3 separate regions of the Mus musculus genome follow, and all the other regions are linked to region 3. The links are chromatin contacts, called in public Micro-C and promoter capture Hi-C maps. All regions are on one chromosome and are shown on one strand. Each heading gives the region's core, a stretch centred on a gene start, on an enhancer-like site or on the middle of the called end of the contact. The rest is flanking DNA. Distances are from core to core; before and after follow the strand shown.

Evidence for each region. Hi-C and Micro-C count contacts between places; a contact is called where the count stands out from the background. Capture Hi-C pulls out chosen DNA fragments and counts their contacts.
Region 1: a promoter capture Hi-C map of adipose tissue shows a contact between it and region 3. The contact joins the promoter of Fam117a here to the promoter of Ngfr in region 3. A contact is called at or near these places in 6 of 39 promoter capture datasets (cranial neural crest, hippocampal neurons, liver and 2 more) and 2 of 9 other capture datasets (adipose tissue and pancreatic islet).
Region 2: a contact with region 3 is called in a Micro-C map of palatal mesenchyme, with 3 times the contacts expected there. The contact joins the promoter of Zfp652 here to the promoter of Ngfr in region 3. A contact is called at or near these places in 3 of 39 promoter capture datasets (hippocampal neurons, liver and pre-B cells) and 9 of 484 Hi-C or Micro-C datasets (the G1E-ER4 cell line, LSK cells, the N1E-115 cell line and 5 more).

The regions. Positions count from the first base shown.
Region 1 is chr11:95,335,057-95,339,441 of GRCm38.p6, reverse strand. Fam117a (family with sequence similarity 117, member A) reads right to left here and starts at 2,424. Exons shown (of 8, transcript NM_172543.4): 1 at 2,181-2,424. The coding sequence starts at 2,376.
Region 2 is chr11:95,746,875-95,751,307 of GRCm38.p6, reverse strand. Zfp652 (zinc finger protein 652) reads right to left here and starts at 2,241. Exons shown (of 5, transcript NM_201609.2): 1 at 1,161-2,241. The coding sequence starts at 2,057.
Region 3 is chr11:95,585,011-95,588,949 of GRCm38.p6, reverse strand. Ngfr (nerve growth factor receptor (TNFR superfamily, member 16)) reads left to right here and starts at 1,252. Exons shown (of 6, transcript NM_033217.3): 1 at 1,252-1,466. The coding sequence starts at 1,392.

The sequences.
Region 1 (4,385 bases), core at 1,175-3,674, 250 kb after region 3:
CAAGAGCATACACCAGCTCGCAAGTGGGAGAGCCTGTGTTTAAAACCCAAATTACAAACATCATTCTTTTCAGGGTCTGTGAGAGAAAAGAAAAAAAAAAAGTCCCTGTCACATGCCCTAATGGCCTAGGGGAAAACACTCCTGCACACTTCCCAAAGCACAGAAGGAATAGATAGAGTGAGGTCCCAAGTCAAAGCCCAGGTACGCCCCCCACCTCCCTTTAATGCTTAGCCACAAAGAAGACCAAGAGGTTCAAGCTACTATTTCAACTCTCCCCCTCCATTCCTACTGAAAACATAACAATAATCCCACCTCATAGGCAAATGTCTCTTTAATACGTCTGGGATATTAACAAGTGAAGAAACAATGGGCCAACCAAATACATAATGCAGGAACCCATTCAATCTCTCTAAGTCACCTGAAGTTACAGAGACCTCTGCTCTCCTGTTTTCATCAGTACCTTTAGAGACCCTGACCCTGCAAAAGGAGTTGGCCATGTAATGAAACCCAAGCTTGCTAGCCTATGTTCATCCCCTTTGCACAGCCCCCCCCCACACACACACACACACTGTTCTCCCTTCTAATGCTAGCTCTGTAGGGATCACAAAACAACTGCTCTTAAAATGATGGCTAAACAATTTCTAACTACTGCACGGGCAAGGCTTCTGTCAATTTCTCCCGAGAGTGATGAAGGTTCTGGTGCTTGCTGCTCTAGCTTCCCTGGGTTTCAAGGAAGCCCAAACAAAACCAACAGGTTTGTAGTCTTGTGGTTTGCTTTATAGTTGACGATAGGCACGAGTTTGTCTGGGCATTGCCTTCTTCTATACCACCAGATTCTACACATACTTTGACTACTTGGTCACCATCTTGCTACCAGATTTGATCAAGTTCTGCGTTCCAGAATGTGATACTAGCACATACAGTGAGGTCCAAATAGACTTGGCTTTCTACCTCAAAGACCCGATGAATCCCATTCCTATCTAGCAAGACTCCTGTAACAGAATACCTTCAGGAAGAGGATATGCAATGTCCAAGCTTAGTCATCTGCAGAAAGCACAAGAGACTGGTGTAGGGACTGTCACAGTAGGATGGCAGGGACCATAGCTTCTGTACATTTGGTACAAACTTAGACTTAGGAAGTGTGCAATGATCCTTTCACATCTGGTGTGAATCAAACGCAAACTTCACTTTTAACTTACTGCCAACCTCCTCATGCAAGTAGGTTCCCTTTCCGTTCCAAAGGGCCTGCAATTGTGGGTCCCATCACAGCCTTAAGTGTGAAAGCAAGGTTAAATTTGCTCCACCCTAGTTTCCCCACACCCACCACATCAAGCTGCTATTAAGAAACTGCTTCGGCGCTGTTCAGAAAGTGGGGTATTTAACACAGCATACTTGATTGTAAGCACTCCACTGCCACGTTGGCTGGGAATGCTCAGGGCAAAACACCTTCGGAGGAGGCAAGAAGTAGGATGCAAACTGCCCAACTCCTGTACATAAGCACACACGCACAGAATAACTGGAAAGAGACAGCCATGTTAAGCAAGTCAGAGATATGGGAACATTCAACTTCGGGGCTACCCCGAGAGGAATGTAGAAAATCGGTAACAGAGGTATGTTTGCACCGAAGTAAAAGCCGTTAAACTAACTTATTCCAACGGGCTGAGTTCAAATCATCTCCTGGAAGAAGCATAATGTGAAAGCGCACGTGAAGTGGTGAAGAAAGGAACTCGAGAGCCATAGAGAGAGACGCTGGGGCCAAACTCAAGCAGGAGAAGTAACACATGGCTCCACCCGGCTCTCTTCCATGCCCCTCCCCCTCACTGAGCAGGCGTCCAGCGCCCACCGGTTCTGGCTCCCAGTGAAGCCCTCGACTCCGGACGCCCACAACACTCCTTGCACGCACTCTAGCACTTCTCACACCGCCCGGGCGGACACTTCGGACCACTTTTCGGTTACGCCCCCCCAAAGCTAGCTTCCATCTGCCAGGTCCCTCCCCTCTGGTCCCCGGCCCATGCACCCGGCACCCCGTCCCGGAGTTGCACCGCAGGTTCGCAGCTGCTCGCCTTCGCTCCCTCCGCCCTCGCGAACTCTGAGCGCCCCTTTTTCTCTTCTCTCACCTCCCATCTACTTCTAGTACTCTCCAGCCCGTCGCCCCAGCACCCGCTCCGGACCCGGCTCACCTGCGCGGCCACCCCCGTCCCGGCGCTGGTGAGGCTGCTGCAGCTGGAAGGGGACCGTAGCCCTGAGTGGCTGCAGACCGACCCGGGGGGAGCCAGCGGGCGCCGGTGGAGAGCAGCCCCGCCGGAGACCCCCCGCCCCTCCGCGCCCCGGCCCCCAGGAACCTCCGCCTCGGCCGCCCGCTGCGGCCCCGGACATGGCCCACCCGGCTACCTGCCGCCTCACCCCCACGGCGAGCCCCACACTGCCCCCAACCCCCGCGGCCGCTACTTATCTGCCCTACGGGCGCGGACCGGCCCCCTCGGCCCAGAGTTCTAATTGGCCTACAGAGTCCCAGGACCTCCCCCTCAACCAATCCATGGCGGGGCTCTTCTGTTTCCGAGGATGATTGGTCCATGTGCTCAGCCATCAAGTCAAGACCCCCACCCTCCTGATTTTCTTCTTTTCTTTTTTTTTTTTTTTTTTAATGTCCTTAAGGCTGCCGATTGGACCTTCCAGTAGAGGGCTGGTTCTTCAGCACTGCCAATGAGAAGGTTCAAAGGGGAGGATCGTCACACCCAGTCCCAGGTAGTATGCAAATATATGCCATGTGATGTCAGGCTGTGCAGGGGGCGGGGCTGGATGTGGACTGGAATCAAACACTACTGAAATCTTTAAAGGTGGTAGTGTCAAACTCTAAGCAGTTTCAATGGGACTGAGAATGCCTAACTTCAAAAGCCATTACATTTAGTTTAACTAAAAAACATTAGTTTTCAATTCTCATGAGATTTCACTGCAGCTGACAAACTCCAAACTGAGATTCGATAAATTTATAGAAGGTTTGCCTATCATTTGCATGAGCTTTGCATTAAATTCGTACATTTAATGGCTACCTCGCCTCACATGACACTCATTTGTCTTCTACGTTTCCAAGTCCCTTCCTGAAGCTGGTCCAATCTCAATAAAAACAGCTGTTAGTCTGTAAATTAACTTGAGCCTTTAAAAGGGAGCTGGGAATTTCCCTTCAGAACCATCCATTGTAAGTGTACCTAGCAAAACAAAGTAAATGATAAATCTGATCAAGTTTGATAGTGACTCCACTAGGAAATCTTTGTCTTTCCAGCTCAGTTGCTCTCTGACCTACAAGTCAAAGACCAGATGGTCCCCAAAGAGAATACTGGCAAGCTGTGAAAATTATATGCTATGTATATGTGAACACATTTTCGGAAAAAAGAAAAAGCAGTATTTAAGATACTATTAAAACAATGCATCTCAAAAAAAAAAAATCCATTACTCTTGCTACTTTGTTCTATATATGGAAAAGAAACAGAGCCAATTAACGCTGGACTGTCTGTGAGAAGGGACCATCCAAGTAATTGGATAATTCCCTCTAGATTTATATTTAGTTATGAATTCTAATTTTGACCTTGCTACCGATTTGTCTTTCTATTTCAGTCTCTACCGAGTTTAGTATTTTTTTTAAAGGTATTCCCTTGAAGCCACACTTACTAATCAGAGGAAAGGGAGTAAACTGGGTGTGCGTGCTGCGAGAGTACCTTGGGATCCAATACTGAAAGCAGATAACGCTCAGAGTGGGAATGCAACAGTTGGCTGAATATTAAAATCAGACCAGAACACAGAACATGGAGGCAAAGGAACATACTGTGAAAAGATTTTTCTCTGCAAAGACACTACTTTCATGTTTGAACGATTTGCTTCAAGCTCTGACATATAGATTGTTTGTGATGGAAGAAAATAGTACTCTTTTTTTTCCATGAGGACGACAGTCTTACTAAATGCCTGATAGGGATGAATAAGACCTGGTGGTTGGAATTAAAACTCAGCCATTCTCAGGCTAGCTCAGCTTTAAAAAGTACATCTGATGGCTGGGGATGGAGGTCAGTGGGCCAATACCTGCCTGGAATGCTCAAAGCTTTAGGTTTGATTCCGGCTATGGAGGGAAATGAGGGAAGCAGATTGAATTCTCAATTTCAATTAGCTCAACATTCTCATACACTTCAGATCTCTGCCTTTATCAAGGCGTATTCCACCCCTGGGTCTCACAGCCTCACTGAGAAAACCAACAGCAATAGCCCTAATATTCAATGAATCCCTTCCTGCATGCCAGATACATATCAAGTACTTTGCATACTATTTCATTCATCCATTATGACTGAAAGTGAGAGGTGGCTACTATGCCCTCTTTACTGAGTCTTTGGAAAGAAGCC
Region 2 (4,433 bases), core at 992-3,491, 160 kb before region 3:
ACGGAGGGAGGGAGGGAACCCACAAAATAAGCAGATCATAGAGACAGAAATGAGGAATGCCTTTTCAGTAAAGAGCCACTATGAAATCCAAGTTTGACCTCTAGGGGGCAGCACTGAACCATGCTCCATTGGACTGACCCTGCAACCAACTTCTGCCCAGGCACCTGCTGGAGAACATGGCCAGAGTCTCTTTTATTTACCCAGCATACCTCTATCATGTCATGATTTACAAGCTAAATCAGTGGCTTATAAAAAAAACCAAAAATCTCTTTAAAGAAAGGCATTCAGTTATTGATTAAAAACAATTGTCTAAAAGAGAAAATTAAACTTCCCACACCAAAAGTAAAACAATTTATCTTTTAAAGTTAGCTTCAATATGGTAATTATTATATACATCTTATGGACACATAACAGACTTACCATGTATGAATATCCATTAATACACAAACATATACATACACCAATATAGCTGCAATAAATTCAACACCTCTTAACCTGTCACAGTACAATCTTTCCAAGACACCAGAGTGGTTTGAATAGCACGCTTTGTTACATCAGCAGCACTGTACAGCAACATTATTATGTAACCCTACTGCCAGGTAAGCAACATTTTCAAACAGCTCAGCCTCTGTTTAAGGTTTGCATATTCCCACGGGCTTGCCTCTTGACACATTTAGTGTTGCCATCTCTCCACGGGTGTAAGGAGATCTTCCATTTCCACAGGTCTGAGTCATGGTCTCTGTCCCCATCAGCTGCACTAGACTCTGACATCCTTCTAATTGGAAAGGACCTTTCTCTACTCCTGGCCCTCACTCGGCAAACCTCCCACCGTGACAGAAGATGCCAGAATGAATTATCTCACAGGTCCCACAACAGAGACTCTCAGTGCAAAGTCGGCGCTGACTTTACATCCCAGTCAGTCATCTATAACCAATCCCCCTTCCAGTGCACCTGGTTCTCACTAATCCATCGTCAGTTAAGTGTAATGCTTTTGAAAGACAGGATTAAGCCTTGGTTTTGAAAAGACCCAAGCAGCAGAGTCTAAAGTGATAATTGGTGAAATCTGTCCCTTCAGCCTCTATCCTCTTGGGCAGACACCAGATGACTCTGAACAGCCAGGTCCTAGCCTGGAAACTTTGCCCTCCGCTGGTGAGACCTACCTGAATGTTTTTTTCACAGTCTGTTTGCTGGTGAAGGGACAGCTCACTTTCCAGGACAAACTTCTTGCCACATTTATCACAGATCTGCATGCGCCTGTGAGTAACGTTCATGTGCTTCTCCAGGTACCAGCGAGTATTAAACACCCTGGGGCACTTCTCACAGGTCAGAGTCTCTTTCTCTTCACACTTAGCTTTCTGAACTGGCGCTTTAGCCTCCTTGGTGGCCCGCTTCTTCCTCTTGGGTAGCTCTGCACTTTTCCTACGGCCTCGAGTTGTGCGGGGTGCAGGGGAAGTGGTAGCTGCGGCAGCAGAGGCCGCTCTCCGGGTTCGCCTCTGTGTAACCCTGACTCTCTCCACTTGCTTCTCCTTTTTCTTCTGCCGTCCGTTCTCTCCGTAGTCACTGCTGTTATCTGTGGCCTCCTCCTCAGTCTCTTCCTCGTCTTCCTCACTGCTTGTCTTAAGGACAGGCGTCTCTTTGGACTGGGAAGAGACACCCTTTTCCCCTTTAGAGACATTTAATGTTTGGTTATTAAGGTTTACCTCCACTATGATCTGCTCCCTTTTGTAAGAGACTTCCTCCTCCTCTTCCGTGTCATCAGAATTCTCCCGGTCTTCCTTGACAGTATGCACATCAGACACTGCCCTTGGCTCCCTGAAATATGGCTGCTCCTCCGTCTCGTGGAGATGTGGTTTGCTCATCTTGGTGTCTGCTAGCACAGAGTAAGGGCTTCCAGACTCCCTTTTATACACTTTGGTGGACAGGTCGAGCTCCTGGCTGGCACCATGGTAGAAGGTGGGTGGCGCCTGACTTCGATGGCTCTCTTCCTGGGCCATTCCTTCTGCATGCACTGCACAGGGTTCAACCAGCTCCGGACAAGGACTGGCTGTGTAGCTCATTAGGAAGTGGCCCAGTTCAGACGACACAGAACACCTTGAAAACAGGGCAATTAAGACTCAAATCTTTCTCCCTCCACGGAGAACTAACTACTCAAGAAGTGAGAATAAGAAACTCCTGCAGCCTGCATGCAGTTCTTCCTGTGTCACAGCACCACCGCCACCTTAAGTCAAAAAGGGCTGTTCTTACGGCAGGCGCAGAGCACTCCTCGTCTTCTTTCGAAGAGAACTGCAGGGGACTTGGAGCATCTTGTCTATAAAGAGAAAAAAAAATGAGGGAAAAAATTATATCACCATATTCTTCTTAGGCCATGGAATTCCTCACAACACACAAAATTTAAAATCATTACATTCCATACACTTTGATTCATTATTCTCCTCAAATGGTTTGAAATGGATATTATTTTACAGGCTTGTATGAGTCCCCAATTTCAGTTAGAATGTAAATTCTATCATACCAAGAGCCATATCTGTCAAATTCACCAAACTATCTTTAAAGCAGACAGCATGTGTTTGATGAAGAAATACCTACTACCACATGATGTCTGCCACACTGGATGCTGCAGGGTCTGCTGGTATCAGTCTCATGATACAAAAGGCCATGAAACACTCAAGGGAGTCATACTGGCAGTTTCCTTCAGCATCAGCCACCACATCTACCAGAGTGAGAACCCACACACAAGGGCAGCCACATGGGCACTGCAGGCCACAGAACTAGAGCAGCTAACTGGCACAACCACACAAGGAAACCGACCTGGCCTTTAATAATTATAAATGAACCGTCACCATAACTTGCCTCAGCTATGGGAGCACCGCTGAGGCGGTTGACACTTGGTGCACAGCCATGCTACAACTGGGTGACTTTTCATGTGTCAGTTGCAGAGAAGTCAAAATTCTGAGAATCAGTCACCACCAGGTCGGCACGGTTCTAAGAAAACTAAAACCATCCATGAAAAAACAATGACGGGCATACAATCTGCTTGCAGCATGCTTATACTGCTATTTTGCCAGCTACCCTGCAGCTGAGTCATACAAATGACAATGGAGGACCTGTATAGTCGAGTTGACAAAAGGAAGGAAAACAGTATTTACTGAATGTCTGTCATGTGATGGGCACCAGAGACATTTTTATTATTCAGCATCTACTTAGTACCTACTGCAAAACTTTGGGGCTAATTTTTAATTAATTAAAATAAGCAAAGCTTAACTTTCCCCCTTCTTCCTCCTGAGATGAGGGTCTCACTATGTAGCCGGGCTGTCCTGGAACTTGTTGTACAGACGAGGCCACCTGGTCTCACAGAGTTCTGCCTACCTCTGCCCCCCGAGGCCTGGGATGAATGATATGGCTTTTTCTTAATATATTGGTTCTACTCGGCTGAAGTGAGTGAAATCTTGCTACGAAATAACCTTAGTAAGAAACTGTTCAGTACACTTGACGCTGAACTGCTATGTAACTTTAACAGGTAACAGGAGTCACTCAGACCCTGCTGAGCTGCTCTACATAAAGCGAATACACTGTTAGGGAAGAGAACATGTAACCAACGAGGCTCATAAAGAGACCAATAAATACGGTTACTTCTAACCTGACTCTGGTACTGTCGATCCTAAACTGTAGCAACAATAGTCCACTAATAATAGTCCACTTAAATTGTCCATTAATGCAAAAAGTGGGAGCCAAGCAGCAAACTACACAACTGTAAGGTCTGGCCAATTCTCTAGTTTATAAATAATCAGAGGATTTGCATTTATACAAAGCACTTGGTCACATCCTTGTTAAACAGGTAAGTGTTTCCCATCTGCTAGATACTATACTAGTTGTAGTAATCGACCTGTATGAGGACAGAGTTGCTCTCAGGTACTATCTAAGGACTTGCTAGCACAAATAGTCTCCACACAAGAACAAAATCAAATATGTATTCCTCACCACAAGCCAGCTGAAGCACCTAAGGTTCATCAAACAACCCCTTGGGCCAAAGAAGCAGCTACATCCTAAGTAAGCTACTCTGCCAGGATGCCAGCAGCATTCAAAGCACTCGCCATTACCCACAAACGTCATCTAAATGTAGAAATAAGTGTTAATTAAAAGGAACTCTTTATCTTTACGGTAAGAAGCATTGTGTGTGTGTCACTGAGATAGTTTTCTATTAAAATCCAACATAGCTCAGGCTCTAATAAAATTCAACAGCTCTCAAGTACCAGAAGAAAGCCTGGCATGGCTCTGCCCACGTGTGGCTCCCAGCAGGAGGGCTGGCAGGATGTTCCCAAAGTCAAAGGAAGTCATTTTTACCTTCATATCAAGTTTGATGCTAGGGTGTTGGGAGGGCTCAGTCTAGCCATGACCAAGGGTAGTTTTCTAGAATGTAATTTTTAATACATTAG
Region 3 (3,939 bases), core at 3-2,502:
ACAGGTGGTTTGATGTGCCACGCTTCTAGAGCATGGCCAGTGTGATCCTCAGAAGGCCTACACAGCTCACGGATGAGTCTGTGGATGTTGAATCCATTCAACAGCTCTCCCCTTGAATCCCCTCCATGACTGAACACTTGGGTGGTCAGAGAAGACACTACTGTCCCTGCCCGTAGGAAACTCACAAACTCATGTAATCATGTTTGTGTGTTGTCTGTATACTCTGTGTGTGTGTGTGTGTGTGTGTGTGTGTGTGTGTGTGTGTGTGTGTGCATTTGAGGGCAAAATACAGATGTGGGCTTGTGTGACTACCACTGTGCAGTGCACACATGTGAGTGTGTAGGAGTGTATATGTGAATGTCAGCCTGTGTGCATTGATGTATGTCTGGTCTGTGTTAGGAGCCCTTGTAGGATGAGCAGGTCTATATGAATGCCTGAGGGACGGTATAGGCAGATGTCAGTACGTCAACACACACACGTACAGGTGCACTTGAGAGTGTGTTTGTGTATTCCTGGGGTTTATGTGCACACCTGTGACTCATTCAAGCTCATGAAAGGCTGGAGATAGAGTTCTGTGATACAATGCTTGCTTAGCATGTGTGTGTGTGTGGTCCTAGGTTCTATCATGTGTGTGTGTGTGTGTGTGTGTGTGTGTGTGTGGTCCTAGGTTCTATCATGTGTGTGTGTGTGTATGTGTGTGTGTGTGTAGGAGAGGGGGAGACAGGGACAGAGAGACAGAGACAGAGACAGAGAAACAGTGTCAGACAGATATCCCAAATTATGATATTGGGATAGATTTCACCTTGAAGGCCCCAAGGAACATATCCCTCCACAAGTTGGAACAGAGAGAGAATGGAATAAGGTGTGTATCCAACCATAAAAGGAGGGCAGCCTCATTTTCGGAATAAGGGCTAGGTAGGCAATTAGGCTAAAGATGTTTAAGAGAGTTAACCCCGAGGCAGGCTTCATCAGTAGGAGAGCAATGGCCCCCGTTGGATCCGAAGCATCTTATGCTCAGCATAACCGGAGGTGCCCTGGGTACGTGGGGCAGCCCACTGAGAAGCCACAGCGGGGCACACGGGTGCGGCTCCTCTCACGCCTCACTTGACTGCTCTGGACTCCCCACCCTAGGCAGCCGGGCGGGCGCGGTTCCGGAGGGGTTGGGGGGGGGGGGGAGTTGGGCGGGCTGGGCGGGGAGGAGGCGGGGCTGCTGCATTGCCTTCACCCAGCTGCTCCCGCCCGCTAGCAGCCAGAGCGAGTGGAGCCTCCGCCAGCTCCGGCGGGCAGCGGGCGCTGGAGCGCAGCGCAGCGCAGCTCAGCTCAGCGCGCAGCACCATCGGTCCGCAGAGCGGACTGAGCTAGAAGCTGAGCGCTGTCGCCGGAGGCGAGCAATGAGGAGGGCAGGTGCTGCCTGCAGCGCCATGGACCGGCTGCGCCTGCTGCTGCTGCTGCTGCTGCTTCTAGGGGTAAGTGATTAGTAGGAGGGACCTCCGTTAACCTTTTCAAAGAGCTGAACCCCAAGGGGATGTGGGTGCCACCACCCAGGGAACAGAATAAGACGTTAAGGTCCCAGATGCTGGCAACGGGTGGCGGAGGAGCTGCGGGATCATGACCCACAGGGGCGCTCCTAGCTTCTAGGACTTTCAGAGCGCAGAGGCGACCCAGTCCCAGGATAGAGATGCAGACAGGACTGTTGCAACGACACCCGTTCTTGGTTCTGCTTGCTGCTGCTGGTTCTTGAGCACTACGACGGGTGCGGTGTAGGAGACTGGGAGCAGTCTCGAGTGGGGTGGAGGGAGGTTTGGGAATCTCGGGCGCCTGGGTTCTTTTGACGACAGCGTGTGAATTTTGGGATCCCGAGGGGAGTTTTCTCTTTAGCATCTTAGTCCCTGGGGAGTTGTAGGGCAGAGAGAAGGAAGGGAAAGAGATCGGCACTAAAGATGTGAGGGGCTAGAGACGGAACAATGCGGGAGGCAGCTGGAGGGACTGGAGGCAGAGGGGACCCAGTATGGACAATGGGGACCGGCCAGACAATGGGGGGGAGGGGCATCGAAAGGAGCGATTCGGGAGTGGCAGAGAGGTTGAAGAGAGAGAAGTGGGCTTTATGGAGGGCAGAAAAGAGACAACCACAAAAGAGATAGAGAAATGGAAAGAAGGTGCATACCCTAAAGTGCTCGGGGCCCCGCCTGTCTGTCTACTCAAGGACGATGCGATGAGGACAGCCCAGTCACAGACGTTTCCCGCGTGGGTTCTAGCGCTCTTTCTAGCGGCCTCGCCCAGTCCGGGAATTGCGTCTGGGCATCCCAGGCAGGGAAGAGAGCGCTCACTTCACTATGGCAAATCCGCTTCTAGGGTAGTTCCTTGACAAACCTTTCACGTGGTTTGAAGCAACTCAGTGGACCCGGAGAGACAGAGCCGGGGCATCCCCCTACCCTATTAAACGCCGGCCAGCTCTCGAGATGCGGAGCGCTGGGACTCTCAAGGCTGTGATGGTTCCGGCAGCGCACAGCTAGGGGATGCAAAACCCCAGGCGACCCGCAGGGGGCACTGCGGGCGAGGGATTGCTGTTGGGAGCTGCGTGCGCGCCTTGGGCTGCGCACTGAGTCCCTTCTAAGTTAAGCCGCCACGGGCCCTGAGCCCTCCGTGCTCCTTCCGGTCCAGAACTTAATAGGATCATCATCCCGCCCACACCTGGCCAGGCTTTCGGTGAAAGTCAATGAACGCTTCTCAAATGAGACAGGGGCCACTTGGATGCCTGGGATTCTTGTCGGATTGCTGTTCGGAGACACCAACTCCGGCTAAGGTCATTAGGTCCTCCTTCTATGAACCTGAGTACTCTGGGTATTTCTGACCAGATCTTAAGGAAGGTTGGCAATGAAAGTGACGTCCTCTCCTCACTCTTCCCTCCACCCTTTCCACATCCGAGCACTGTACACCCCCCCCCCCCATCTCCATCTTACTGATAAGGAGGCAGGGACTTCGAAGTTTAAGCAAGTTGGTCACGATCTCAAGCCAGAGTCGTGTGGCTGGATGGTCACCTCGTTCCAGCTCTGAACTCCCTGGGCGCGCGCAGGTGGGGAGGGGGCGGCAGCTGGTTCGCTTCGTTTCACAGTAGGGATATGGGTGACACCATTCCAAAGGATAGGCAGGAGGTGAGATATGGAGGCAAGCGGATGGAAAACCCTTCTCAAGCCCAAACATGGTTCCCTGGAGCTGTCAGTCCTTGTGGCGTCCTCCGGGGACTTGGGAGTGACTGCAAGAGTGTTTGCTAACTAACGCTTCTGGTTAGAGGTGCTTCTTGGTCCTTGTTATGGTTGGCTAGGGAAGAGGGCCTGGGGCGCTGCGTAGTTCTGATCCTGGAGGGGTGAGGGCGTGGCCACTGAACCTTGACAGAACCTTTGGACTTGAGCCCCTATGGCTCTGTTTTCCATCTCTGCTTTCCCCAGGTTATTCAGTTAGAGCCGGTTCTGTGTTCCGCCGCGGACCGAGCCTCTTCCTGCGCCGCTGCGAGAGTTCTGAAACCAGAGCGCAACCAGAGTCTGCTGGCCGGCCGCGCCGGTAATGGAGGCACTTTGTCATTCAGACGTCTGTAACCGGAGCCGCCCGGCTGGCTAATGCTCCTAATAGGGATGCAGCAGCGTAGGCAACAAATGGGCAGCATGAGCGTCGGGGCTGCTGCGGAGGGTGGGTGGGTGATGAAGCGGCTGCGGGAAGGGAAAGCCTCCACCCTACCTGGTCAGCCCAGTCTGCATGTAGCACCTGGCTCCTCCCTAGAGGGATGAGTTAGAAGGGAGGACACACTAAAATCTGTGAAGTACCTACTGTGTGACCTGCACTGTGTTAGGTACTTTGACGTTATATACACCACAGGTCCCAGCAACGTAAATTTAGTGATTGCCATCTTACAGTCGAGGAAGCTTATCCCCCAGGAAATTGAGG